2 separate regions of the Mus musculus genome follow, and region 2 is linked to region 1. The links are chromatin contacts, called in public Hi-C maps. All regions are on one chromosome and are shown on one strand. Each heading gives the region's core, a stretch centred on a gene start, on an enhancer-like site or on the middle of the called end of the contact. The rest is flanking DNA. Distances are from core to core; before and after follow the strand shown. Region 1 has its middle 34 kb from the start of Gm42145. Region 2 has its middle 12 kb from the start of Gm33327.

The links. A called contact is a pair of places that touch in the nucleus more often than the background predicts.
Region 2: a Hi-C map of differentiating embryonic stem cells shows a contact between it and region 1, with 3 times the contacts expected there. The contact joins two enhancer-like sites. A contact is called at or near these places in 16 of 484 Hi-C or Micro-C datasets (cerebellum, cortical neurons, differentiating embryonic stem cells and 7 more), 3 of 115 datasets of contacts at active chromatin or transcription factors (embryonic midbrain, embryonic stem cells and large pre-B cells) and 2 of 9 other capture datasets (embryonic stem cells and embryonic tail).

Annotation. Positions count from the first base shown.
Region 1 is chr5:106,570,450-106,577,010 of GRCm38.p6, forward strand. It overlaps Gm8350. Among named protein-coding and RNA genes, the nearest start is that of Gm42145, 34 kb to the right of the region's middle. Within about 2 kb of position 4,287, at least 118 of the 459 cell types and tissues checked have an H3K27ac peak or open chromatin away from gene starts, as enhancers often do. A contact at or near this core is called in differentiating embryonic stem cells, where this site is marked.
Region 2 is chr5:106,787,367-106,793,927 of GRCm38.p6, forward strand. No RefSeq gene overlaps it. Among named protein-coding and RNA genes, the nearest start is that of Gm33327, 12 kb to the right of the region's middle. Within about 2 kb of position 3,720, at least 7 of the 459 cell types and tissues checked have an H3K27ac peak or open chromatin away from gene starts, as enhancers often do. A contact at or near this core is called in differentiating embryonic stem cells, where this site is marked.

The DNA.
Region 1 (6,561 bases), core at 3,037-5,536:
GCTACTATATACATTTTGTCTTTCAGAAAAATCAAAATATGCCTCAACTATTAGAAGTGGGCCATGATAAGCCTGGTCTCCATTACTGAACCAGGACTTTCTTCCGCCTGGTATTCTGCAATTTTTAGGGCTCACCTATTCTATATTTATGACCTACTTGTGAATCTTGTAAACTTAAAGTCACTAACTTCTCTATCTTCTGACCACATACCTTACCTGTGAAGCTATAGAAACTTTGACCTATAATATTTAAAAGCATCCGGTTGACTCAAATCTGGAAAGAGGCATGACTCAAATAATGGCCAGGGTTCCTGAAAAGAAAGGCCAAAATCACTTCAAGTGTTTTCTCACCACTCCCATACCTGGAGATGGGCGGTGCTAACACTTCCCTGTGCTGCTAATACAGGCTGCCTTGTTTTCCTAATGGGCAAGCAGCACATGGTCTTCCCACAGAAAGAAAATCTGGAACTGCATCAGCTTATCTCGTTCACTGGCCTATTAGGTACACAACCCGCTACGTGGGCTGGAGTGGTACATTTCCAAAACTAAGTGGCAGACACGGAGAAAAGTTCAAAATTTCATATGGAACTGCAATAAGGACCTTACTTTTGTCTAATTCAAACTGGTTAATCTTCACATCCAATCTGACTTTGGGGAAAAGAGAGGGAACTTACTTGTTCTTTTGAAACTGTTTCTCTTTTGGTTGATCTTCCTAGGTGCTCAAGCATCTGCATTTGCAATTCATTGTTTAAACAGAAAAAAAAACCCTTTATCTTTGTCTGGTTCCCTAGACCTTTACTGATCACTGGGTATGGTGGTCTGAATACTTGGTCCACAGTTGATGGAACTCTTTGGGAAGGATTAGAAGGTATGGCCTTGTTGAAGGAGGTGTGTCACTGGGGGTGGGCTTTCAGGTTTCAAAGTCCACCCAGGCCCAGGTTCTCTCCTCCTCCCTCCCTCTCTCTCTCTCTCTCTCTCTCTCTCTCTCTGTGTGTGTGTGTGTGTGTGTGTGTGTGTGTGTGTGTGTGCACGCACACGTGTGCCTGCAACTTTCTGATCAGGTGTAAGCTATCAGCTACTGTTCCAGTGCCATGCCTGCTGATCCACCACCATTCTTCCCACTAAGAGGATCATGGACTAATCTGTAACTGCAAGGGAGCACCCAGTTTAATGCCCCCCTTTCTAAGTTACCTTGGTCATGGTGTTTCACCACAGCAATAGAACAGAAACTATGTACTAATCTCTTAGCCCTCTATATAATACCATAAGTATTAGACCTGAACTCTGGTTAAAATTCTTACTCACTAGTTATATTCTTTTTCTTCTCATATTTTTATGCGTTTCTTGACTCTCTAGTCTCAGTTGGAGTTGACTATGAACTATATAAACAACTTCTAAATATTTTTTTCTGGGTTTTAGGAAAGTCCTTCCTTCAAGAGAATTAAACAACTTCAAATTCCATCACCTGTGTCTTTTCCTCTCCAAGGACTCTCCTTTCCTCTGCTGCCTTCTATCCCTTCTACCACATTCTAGTCTTGAATATCCCAAGGGTTTAAATTCAGTAGGGTAGGAGTTCTAGACTTCTGTGGATTTTGTAATAGGTAGAATGATATTATTTACAAAACATAATGATTGGTACATATGTACTTTATAATTCATGTTCAACAAAATTAAAAATTATAAATAGTTTAGCTCACAGTTTAGACCCATTTGTAGTCTAAGGATAGCTGAGAATACTTTAACTCATGTTCTTTTATAGTTCAAGGAATATAGAATACCAACTTAGTATATATAGTGTAATATATTATATATATTAAAGTGCAATCCTATTTTAACTATGAGATTGTAACTTTTAAAATTCCTACCACATATTATAAGGTTTTAAAAATCATGCCAGAATTACAAACTCTCATAAAAATCCAACAAAAAATCTTATTTATTTATTTTATTATTATTTTAGACAGGTTCTCACTACCTATTCAGGGACTCACTATGTAAACCAGGCTAGCCTCAAACTCACACAGATCCACTGCCTCTGCCTCCAGCTAAAGGTGTATGCAATACATCTGGCCCAGGCAAATTCTTCATAATATAGCTTTCTGAAGCAATCTGTCTCCACAGCATATACCAATGTAATGCTATACATGTACATGACTCATAAATGAATAATTCATTGACAATTAAAGACAACTTATAATTCCAAATGAGTACTTCTCTTCAAACTGTCCCTTGGTAACTACTCTTATTCCAATGATGCCATTCTTCAAACTATATTGGTAAACTAACTGTAGAACTAATTTAAAAGCTGCCCAAGAAAGCAATCCAATTGTCTTTCAGTTTGTTTTGAACTCAAATGGTACTACTCTGGTTTGGTCATATACTTGTCCTTCAGGAACTAAAGGAAGATACGACTTTTCAAATCACTGGAGTAAATATGCTGAGTATGGTCCTCATTTCTGTTAAACCAATTAACCTTAAACTCATACGTGCATAAATACTTGGAATGTGTTTTGTTTGCTTGATTTAATTGTGTGTGTTACAAAATTTTAAAGTGGTGCGTGGCTTCAATTTAACTCAAAGTTAGTGCTTGCGGTTATGTGTAACTGAGCAGTCCAGCATACCACATAAGGAACAAGAGCCACTTAGCAAAACTGCATTCTAAAATAGTTAAAAGAGTATCATAAGCTCTTGAGTCATGTAAGCCTTTTAAACTTTGTTTACAAAGTCTGAGCAAGCAACAGTCACAGTGCTGTGAAGAGAACACAGGCTACAGAAAGTTTTCTGATTCCTAACAGTTTACTCCCTTGGTCAGCATAGATTTGCTATTGGTATACATTTATAAATCACAGTTTTTTAGCTCTTTGATAGTAAGATTCCTTGGGTCTTTTTTTATAACCAGGAAATAATGTTACATTTTAACAATTATTAAATGTTTGTAGAGATCCTGCTCATTGGCAAAGATGAGCTCTGTGCCTGTGATGATCAATAATCAATAACAAAGAACAGCATACATGGAGGAAAAGAAAACTCTGTCGTGGTCAATACTCATGGGGTTCACTGTAAAAGTAACCCCACAATTGACATTTCCCAGGACTTGGTCCATGCAAATACAACCCTGACAACCACATGTCAAACCCAACACATTCAAATCTGAGTTTGACTCTTCCAATTACTCTGGTTTTAGGGAACACTTGGTCTCCTAGAACTCTCATTAACATTCTGTGGACTACTTAGAGGTCACATAACACCTGCCTGCTCTCTACTTTATAAGAACTAAGACAGAAAGAACAAGAGGACACCCTCCCCCTTCTTATGGGGGCTGTTGTGAGTACATTGATAAATACGTACAAAATGGTAAATGTTCCTATTTCGTTCAACATTTTGAAAGATGTCAACCAAGCACAAAATATTTTTTTAGTGTGTGAATTAAAATGCCTTTTACCGATAGCCTCAAGATGTTTCCTTATGAGATACTGTGTCAAGAACTGGTTTATGTATTATCGGTCTTTCCGGAACGCACAGATATCACATTTCATAATAGCTTGGTATGATGATTGCTGTCAAAGTCGCCATAGAAACATCCCTTTCCTAGAGTGACATACTGTATTTGCGTGACAGAAGACTAAAAATAAATAAATAAAACAACACAACAAAATCCGGGCACCTGGGGAGAGGACCGGTTTGGGGCACACTGGCCGACTGAGGGACACGCCAAACGAACTAAGAGACTCTTCCTTCTTGCGGAGTGTTCCCCTGGGCGGGGCTGGGGGCTGGGGACAGCAACTTTGCCCAATCCCAGCCCCACCCGCCAGTCGGCCTTGGGTCCGTCTGTCTGCTCTACTGTCCACACATGTGAGCTGGGGTGGCCCGGTGGCGACCCCGCGGTGGGCCCGGACAAGGGCCGCATATCCCGGGGTGACTCGGGCCAAGCACACGAGACTCGGGGGCCGTGGCTCCGGCCGGGCCGAGCCGGGTGAGTCACGAGGCGGCTGAGGGACGGCGTCCCCCGAAGCTGCGCTCGCTCCGCACCGCTTTCCCGCTCGCGACGCCCTGCTCCCCCGACCGCACACGGGGCTGAGGAACGCAAGCCCCGCGCGCGAGCACCCGCCCCAAGCAGGGCCCCGGGGGCCACGCTCACCTCCGAGGCCCGGCGCCGCCGCCTGCAGCGGGAGACAGCGGCCGGGGAACCGAGCGCCGGGTGGGCTGCGCGTGGACCTCACCGGGTAGCCGAGCAGCCTGCGCCACCTCCTCGGAAGGGAGGCCTCTACTGTCCGGCCGCGGAGCTGCAGCGCGTGCGCCGTCGCTGCCAGGCCCCGCCCTCATGGTGGCCCCGCCCTCGGGACGACCACGCCCCCTACGATGGTCACGCCCCAGGACCGGCCCCTGGCTGCTCAAGCTCCACCCACCGGCCGCCTCTATGAGGGTCCCTCTCCCTCCCCACCTCCCAGCCCGCCGGGTGTAATCGTCCCTCTTCCGGAGATGAACGCGAAGCGACGTGGAAACCTTTCCACCAAAATGAGCTGTGATATCCTTTTGATGGCTATAATTTATTCCAAATCGTCCCTGGACTGAAACGATCAATTAGCAGCCTGAAACGCACTGTGAAGTAAATTGTCACACTCTCTATTACAGGATGGTTATCATATATTTATAAGGTGTGTTTTCTGCAATCAGAACCAACAAGGTGTTGAGCGATCAGTCATAAACGCACTTCTTCAAAAAAAAGAGAGGGAGAGAAGCTTCAGTATTGTATGGCAGGGGAGAAAAATCCTTATGACAGTTATCCCTAGTGATGCTTCCTCTGGAAACTGGAAAGAGCAGTGAGGGCTCTGCACTGACTTCTCTCAGACACTCACAGCCCCGGAGCAGTGGGGGCTGTGAACTAGCAGGAGAATGGTAGTCCTCAGAGGAGAGGTTTCTGTACTGTGTAAGCACAGACTGGGCATAAGGATCACTCTTCACATTCCCTCCCATGCCCTAGAATCTTTCCAAGCAACAGAATGGCTGCATTGCACCCACAGTGTCCCTTCTTCCTCACGCCTCAAGGTCTTGTCCCCTTGTCCTGCAGGGGTGCTGTCTGGGCCATGTCAAGTACCCACTATGGGGAGCGCTGTTTTCTGAATTGGAACCTACCAGAACTTCATCATCACTCGTAAACAGCCATGGCAAACAGAAAATCTTAAGATACTGGTCCAGCCTGGACCAAACTATGGAGACATTGTTGTTTCATCTTCGTTTTGAATTGTCAGAACTATATGGATCCACAAATTCAGAATTTCCCTTAACAAACTTTCCAGCAGTCATCCAGGAACCAACTATAACCATTTTGCAAGGGTCCTTCCTTTGCATCCAACTAATGTTCTTTTTGCTTGAAAGGCAACCCTAGAGACACTTAGATTTCTTACAAATCCTGGGTTTCTTTTCTCAATGCACCGATTTAAAATGTTGAGAAGACTTAGGTACCCAGAAGTCTACCTCTGTGGTAACAATGCGATAGTGTGCAGAGTAAGTCAGGGCCTGTAAGGGGGGGAGGCAGAATGCCTGCCTGCCACCTTCACTGCATCAGATGAAGACTTCCTAGGAAGGAAAGCCAACTGGGTATTTGGATTGCAAGGTACCTGGAGCTGTTAGACTACTCTCAGCATAAAAGTCCTCGCTCAGAAAACACTGTGACTAGGGGCTCTGTTTCATTTGAAGGTTGGCACAGCGAGAAGCCAGCCCACTACCTTTCCCCTGTGCCATTCACTGTTACTAACTTCATATGTATTGACTCCTTAACTTAGTCCCTGCCAGGCACAGTGCTGTAAATTATTTTATTTAATCCCATAAACAGTCTTAACAGAAGAGATTCTTTGTCTTGCCAGTGACAAATCTGAGGCAGACACTAAGTAATTTATCAAGGGTCATGAAACTCTTAAGTGATACCCAACAAACCAAGACAAATACTTAGAGAAACTAGGGAGAAAAATGTTTCTTAAGCCTGAGAGGGTTAGAAAATGTTTCTTTTTTGTTCTAAGCCCCAGAGGGAGGGTTCCATGGGTTCCATTGCTGTTGGCCGGAAGCCAGGCTGGAACATCACTGCACAGGAGAGCAGCTTAGCTCATGGTGGTCAGGAAAAGATGGTGGGGTGCTTTTCAAAGGCATGCCTGATGACATCCTTCCTCCAGCTCCGTCCCACATCCTAATACTCCATTCAGTTATGAGTGATACAGTCCCTACCACCTGTTACCATGACTGCAGAGCAAGCCTTTGAAACAATCCAAACCCTGGCAGGCTTGAATGTTCATACTCCTTACCCCCCAATAATATAATATCCTAGAAATGTAAAATGGTAATGGTGAGTGATTGGTCTTTTTTTTTTTCTTTTTCTTGAGTTAAGGACCTCCAACGTATGTGATCCTCCCGCCTCTTCTCTTTCAGTGCTGAGATTATAGGCAAAAATTTTAAATTTAGATTTATTATTATTATTATTTTGCCAAACTATTTTAGTGGGATAATGATAAAAGGGGGAAAGTGAATTCTGCATGAAGTGTAAATAAAGAAAGCAAGCCGGGCACCAGA
Region 2 (6,561 bases), core at 2,470-4,969, 220 kb after region 1:
TTTCTTATTTGAGTCAGAGTCTCTTGTAGCCCAAGCTCTGTATGTAGCTTTTTATGACCCTGAGGGTTTTTGTTTTGTTTTGTTTTGTTTTGTTTTGTTTTGTTTTGTTCTGGTTTGGTTTGGTTTTTTTCTAGACAGGGTTTCTCTGTATATCCCTGGCTGTCTTGGAACTCACTCTGTAGACCAGGCTGGCCTGGAACTCAGAAATCTGCCTGCCTCTGCCTCCCGAGTGCTGCGATTAAAGGTGTGCGCCACCTCTGCCCGGCTGACCCTGAGTTTTTAATCCTCCTACCTCCACCTTCTGAGTCCTGGGACTGTAGGTGAGGGTCACCACGACCAGTTTACGTTGTACTAAGCATCAAACCCAGGGCTACTTGTATGCTAGGCTGTCATCTACTAACTGATCTGTGTCTCCAGGCCCCAAGTATGTACAAATCTTGAGCCATAACTGTTTTTCTTTGTGTATAGCAAAGGGACAGATGTACAGCGACTCTCCAAGCGTTACCTAGAGGAGACATTGTTGGAAGCTTGTTACCGCTCCCTGTGCTATTAGTGTTTACGAGCCAGGACTGTGTGGGCAATGCTGGCTGATGGCAGTTTAGGAGGAAGAGCCTCTCTGGGGATGGAACTCAAACAGCTGTGTAGGTTGGAAGGTCAAGGTGGTCCAGAGACACTGGGGAGAGAAAGATGAAGGAGAGAGATCCACTTGGAGGATCACACAGAACTGGGTCATGTTTGTCACGATGAGCTTGGGATGAGATTCTGAGATAGACTAGGGAATGGCTGCCTGAGCACATTTCTCCTGGTTCATAAAGGATGGTCACAGTGGTGAAGGTACTCAGAGATGGAGGTCGGGAAGCAGTCACCTGCATATCCAGGTCATGAGGAGAAGCAGAGTGCCAGTCAGGAAGACTGGCTGCCCCAGGGAGCTTGAGTTATTTGAGAAATTGTTTCTCAAATAATAAAGAATAATAATTCAGAGAGTAAACAGGCAAATGAAGTAAAGAGATGGTTCTCAGAATAAGGATAAATGGCTAAAAAATACAGTAATAAAAGTGCTCGTCTTTAGTAAAATCCAAAGCACACTGAGGTTCTTTCTCAGCTCAGTCACAATGGCTTGCATCAAGGAGACAGAGATGCCGAGGGAGCTGGGGGAGGGGATTTAAATAAGTCCAGTAACTATGGAAATCAGTACGAAGTTTCCGCAAAATCTAAAAATATAATCACCATACTATCAGCAATACCACTCTTGACAAATTAACAAGGGCTTCAAACGGCACGTGGCAAGGATCCCTGTAGCCCCAGGCTTCCTACAGCCCGGTCCACAGAGGCAGAGTTAGGGTCAGCTGAGGCATCGTCCTCAGACAACAGTGTATGGAGAACGTGGCCCGTGCACAGAACAGTATACGACTGAAAGGAGAACAGAGTCATTCGCAGAAAACGGACTGAGCTGGAGATCCTCATAGTGAGTGAAATAAGTCAGACTCAGGAAGACAGAAAGGAGTTTTCAAAAGGACAGTCAGTTGGGAAGGAGAGCAAGGGGCAGCATATGGAGTATCCTGTGTATGAAGAAGTCATGATGAAGCACATGAGTGTGCACTGACCTTTAAAAAAGGCAGGAAAGTAGAAGGTGGAGATTTTTTTTTCTTTTTAAGGAGGAAGGGACCCATGGGTATGTGGGTATGCGTGAGAGTGGCAGAGGAGGATGGGAGCAGATATGATCAAAGTTGCAGCGAAACCCATTATTTTATTCAATTAATATCCTCTAATAAAAATCAAAGATAATTTGTTTAAATTCTAGATGTTAAATTTGTTTAATTTCACATTTGCTTTTCAGGATGTGATGTCACTGATAACAGTCGTCCCCAGTGACAGTCAACCCCAGTGATGGTTGTTAGCATCAGAAGCTGTTTACAACCAGCCTCTGAATCCAGGGATGACATCATCCCTAGGCGACAAGACCAGTCTGAGTCTGCTGCCATGGCAACCATAGCACACCCTCTGCGCATGCATTACCTGAAGTTACCTGAATAACCAACTGAGTGGTTGTGGTGGTCCTGACTTTGTCCCCTTTGTGGTGGTGCCTTTGTCCTCCTCCCCTGAGGACTGAGTTGTAAACTGTGTCAGTAGATTGATGACAGGAAAAACCTTGGTCTTTGCTTTTTATTTTCTGAATATAATCTTTTTTTTCTAGATAATAACTATTCCAAATGATATTTTTAATATGATTGAAACAGACACTTTCCTGATTATATTAATAACATATATGCATTACTAAAAATTAGGAAAATTAATAAGAAAGAAGGCATTAAAGCACATAGCCCTGCTACCGAGAGACAAATGCTATTAACATTTTGATTGTTTCATATTTTAATTTGAAGTTGCTTTTTTCAAGGTTCTCTCTAAGAGCACTTTAAAATGAATATGTAAATATATTTAAAAGTTTATTATATACATATTTGTATGTGTAATTTTATGTCTTTTTGCCAAGTGAGGTTATATTGTAATTTTCCACAACATTAAGTATTCTTTGGTGCCGGGCGTGGTGGCGCACGCCTTTAATCCCAGCACTGGGGAGGCAGAGGCAGGTGGATTTCTGAGTTCGAGGCCAGCCTGGTCTACAAAGTGAGTGCCAGGACAGCCAGGGCTACACAGAGAAACCCTGTCTCAAAAAACCAAAAAACCAAAAAACAAAACAAAGTATTCTTTGGAAATGACATTTCGGTGACGTTTTAACATTTTGTCATCGGTCTGCACCATCTTTCCGTGTCAGCATCTCTATAATTGGATCTCTTAGTTATTCCCAGATTGCACTGTGTAAACAATATGGCCATAAATAGTGTGGTGTCAGTCTTGGAAGAGCTGATAGGTTCCTTGGACAGTGTCTCCAAAAGTAGACTTTCTAAGTTAAAGTGTGTGACCATTTACAGGCATCTGACGGATGTCAGGATGTCACCATCAGTGACAGTAGGCAGGGATGACCTGTTGTTCAAGTGGGGATGGCAGTGAGGACAAAAGTAACCTGAGGGTGCACTGGCTTTGTTTTAGGATTTGGGCTAAGCTATCACTTCTCACAGAGCATTTCTTTATAGCATTTATAAAATGAAGCTTTGGGGGCCCAATACCCATTAGATTACTTTTTGGAGCATTTAGATGTAATAATTTAAAACTCCTTCCCCATAAGATATAAAATAAGAAACCCGTCTGCCCCACCCCCCAGCCCTGGCCGCCACTGTGTACACAGACCCCCAGCCCTGGCTGTCACTGTGTACACAGACGCCCAGCCCTGGCTGTCACTGTGTACACAGACCCCCAGCCTGGGCTGTCACTGTGTACACAGATTTCCCCAGCCCTGGCTGTCACTGTGTACACAGACCCCCAGCCCTGGCTGTCACTGTGTACACAGACCCCCAGCCCTGGCTGTCACTGTGTAGACAGGCTGACCCTGAACCTCACTCTCCCAAGTACTTGGAGTAAGATGTGAGTGGGATTGTGATAGGCAGCCTATTTTGGTTGAATGGGGCTTGTTTCAGTGACCCAGTAGAGAACTCTACAAGGGCTGGAAAAGCAAGCCTCATTCCCAGAGACAGGTGCCTGACACTACAGAGCTCCCAACTCCATAATTCTGTGACTGTGACTATCAGTCATGCAGACAATGTCCCAAGCTTCTAGCATTCTGGCTAGACTCCACCCCCACAGTTATCTGACTATGCTCCTCCCCATAGTTACCTGGTAATAGCAAGATAGCCCAGCCCACTATAAGAGGGGCTGCTTGGCCCCCTCCTCATTCTCTTAAGCCCTCACCTTTCTTACTCTCTAGCCCTCCTTCTCTTTTTCCCTTCCCCCCTCTCTCCACGTGGCCATGGCCGGCCTCTCACTTTCTACCTCTCTCTTTCCCTCTGCCTTTCTACAAAAAAGCTCTAAAACCAAGACTGTCTCTGCTCATCATGGCCCGCCATGCGCTATGCTTGAACGATGGGATAGACTTTCTTCTAATGAGTCATGTCTGACATCTACTGGCAGAAGGCCTTCCTGCGCTGCAGCCATGGACCAGACCAAGGACACAATGTCAAACTCAGTCCTCTGGGGAAGGGATGAAGGTGAGCCAGAAGTCAGAGGCACCGGGCCCAAGAGTCTTCTTGTCAGCCCCCTTACTGGGTCCAGGAACTGTTGGGAAAGGGTTATGCATCTTGTTAATCCACTCGGCCAGCCTTTCAGGTTGAAGCTATTCCTCGTGTTCTACAGATGAATAAATTAAAGACAAGAGCACCCCCTCAACCCCTTCCCTTTCCCCCTTCCCTCCCCCACACCAGGGCTACACAGCAGGAGATGGTGCTCCAATGCAGTGCTCCTTGTTCACAGAAACTAGAGGAAAAAAGGAATTTCGGAAGTAGAGCTTACACAGTCTTTGGCTTCAAGTCCCCCCCTTCCCCCCACCCCCAGCCTTATGTCCAGTCCCAACATTGGAAACAGATTTTTGTATACAAGAGGATCCACAGTCTCTTCTCAGGAGGATCAGGTAGCTCCCCCACCCCGACCCCCCCATTGAGGGCTGTGCTGCTGTGGCAGCTCTCAGGGAAGCCACTGTCCCAGTACAACCATACACGGTGGGATTGCCAAAGCCAGCATTCCTGGGAACAGTCCAGAACAGAAACGAGAATTTGTTGTTTAAATACAAGGCAGCTCAAGCAGCAATCGTTGGGAGTAGCCAGACCCCGGGGATCATTTCAGATGAGTTGCTTGTCCCCTAATACAGGCTTGCAGCGCTTAGTAGGCATGCGTTATAAAACCGTTTTCCCCCAGTGTACAACTTGCTTCTTGTTCCCTCAACAGTGCCCTTCGAAGAGCCAATGTTCTTTATTTTTATGAAGTCCAATTTTTAATTTTTTTCTTTATATTTTGTACTTTACAAATTTTATTTGTTAAGTGTGTGTGTGTGTGTGTGTGTGTGTGTGTGTGTGTGTGCAGGCACATGCCACTTGCGTGCCACTTGTGTGTGGGTGAGGATGTTGGATCCCTGGAGCTAGAGTACACTTTGTAAGCTGCCTACACCTGGGAAGGGAACTCTGACCCAGGTACCTGTGAGCCAGTAAGTAGGAGTCCTCCACGGTCTCAGATCCTGACATTCTGCCCTGGCTACTCTCTTATGACCTGGGAGTTTGTAAGATGATACAACCCTTTCTTCCCCAAGTAGTTTTTTTAAATTATTATTATTATTATTTAGATATATTTATTTATTCTATGTAAGTATACTGTAGCTGTTGTCAGACACACCAGAAGAGGGCATCAGATCTCATTTCGGATGGTTGTGAGCCACCATGTGGTTGCTGGGATTTGAACTCAGGACCTCTGGAAGAACAGTCAGTGCTCTTAACCACAGAGCCATCTCTCCAGCCTCAGCTTGGTTCTTTTTAAAGATCTATTTTTGCTGTTGCATTGTTTGTTTTGGTAATGCATTTCTGATATTAATTGTCTCGTATTCTGTAGCTCACTGGGTTTCTGTATGGTGGTTAATTTTAATTTCCTTGTCAGGCAGTTTGTACATTTCCATTTCTCATTGGATGGTGTTATAGGCTCCAATGTATCACGACCCTTGGCTTTGCGCTGATGTCTGCGATTCCATGATAAATCCAAGTTTTGTGTGTGCATTCGGGGGACTTGAACTTAGTTTCCCACGGTTGTGCAGCAAGAGCTCTACCCACTAAGTGTTCTGCCCACCCCAATCACTCCAATCTTTTAGGGACATTAGGACCTTATTTAAGATATTGTTATACTACCCCTTCCTGCAACCATAGTATCCAGTGAGATAAACATACATATATAGCCTGGACTTTTATTTTATTTGTTTTTTTGTTTTTTTCTGTAGTAGGGATTGACCCCTGGGCCTTTCTCATGCTACGTAAGCTGTCCCCCAGCAAGGCGGTCCTCCTCTGCCTATGTGCCTGGGATGAAGGCTTGTAGATAATTTACTTGAAAATGTGGCTCTTTGGTAGGAATGAGGGATCAGCCAGAGGAAAACAGAGAGAGAAACTCAGCTCAACCTAGATGTGTTGATGTGTTGGTGGCTCGGCCACGGATGCGGCTTGACCCTGTGGAACTTTCCACAGCTCCACATGAAGATTCGGGGAATGTCTATCATGAGGAAAGGAGAAGCAGGACATAGGTCTTTATCAGCGCTCATACACCGCTGGTCAGGAGTGACCCCCCGGGTTATTCTATATTGTTGATATGTTCCTGTTCGACCTCTATGCTATGTTGCCGCCTGACGTGATTTCCAGAAAGCCACAAAGCTGCAAGCGTGAGATTGAAGCACTGGCTAGGGTAAGCCATTGCCAGGGTTGTTTGTGCTGAAGCTGACTGAAGCCTGCACAAAATAGGAGGGCTTCTTAGTGGCCGGAGGAAGGGTGACACTGAAGGGATTGGAGTGACCAGTTCCCTCGTTCATTTTACTGAACTGCCATGAAGAGCAGACAGGGCTCCTATCTTCCTCCTATTCCCAGTTGACTGTGAGGGCACAGCTAGAAACCTTAATTTTGACCTCTGCCAGTCTTGGGTCTGAAC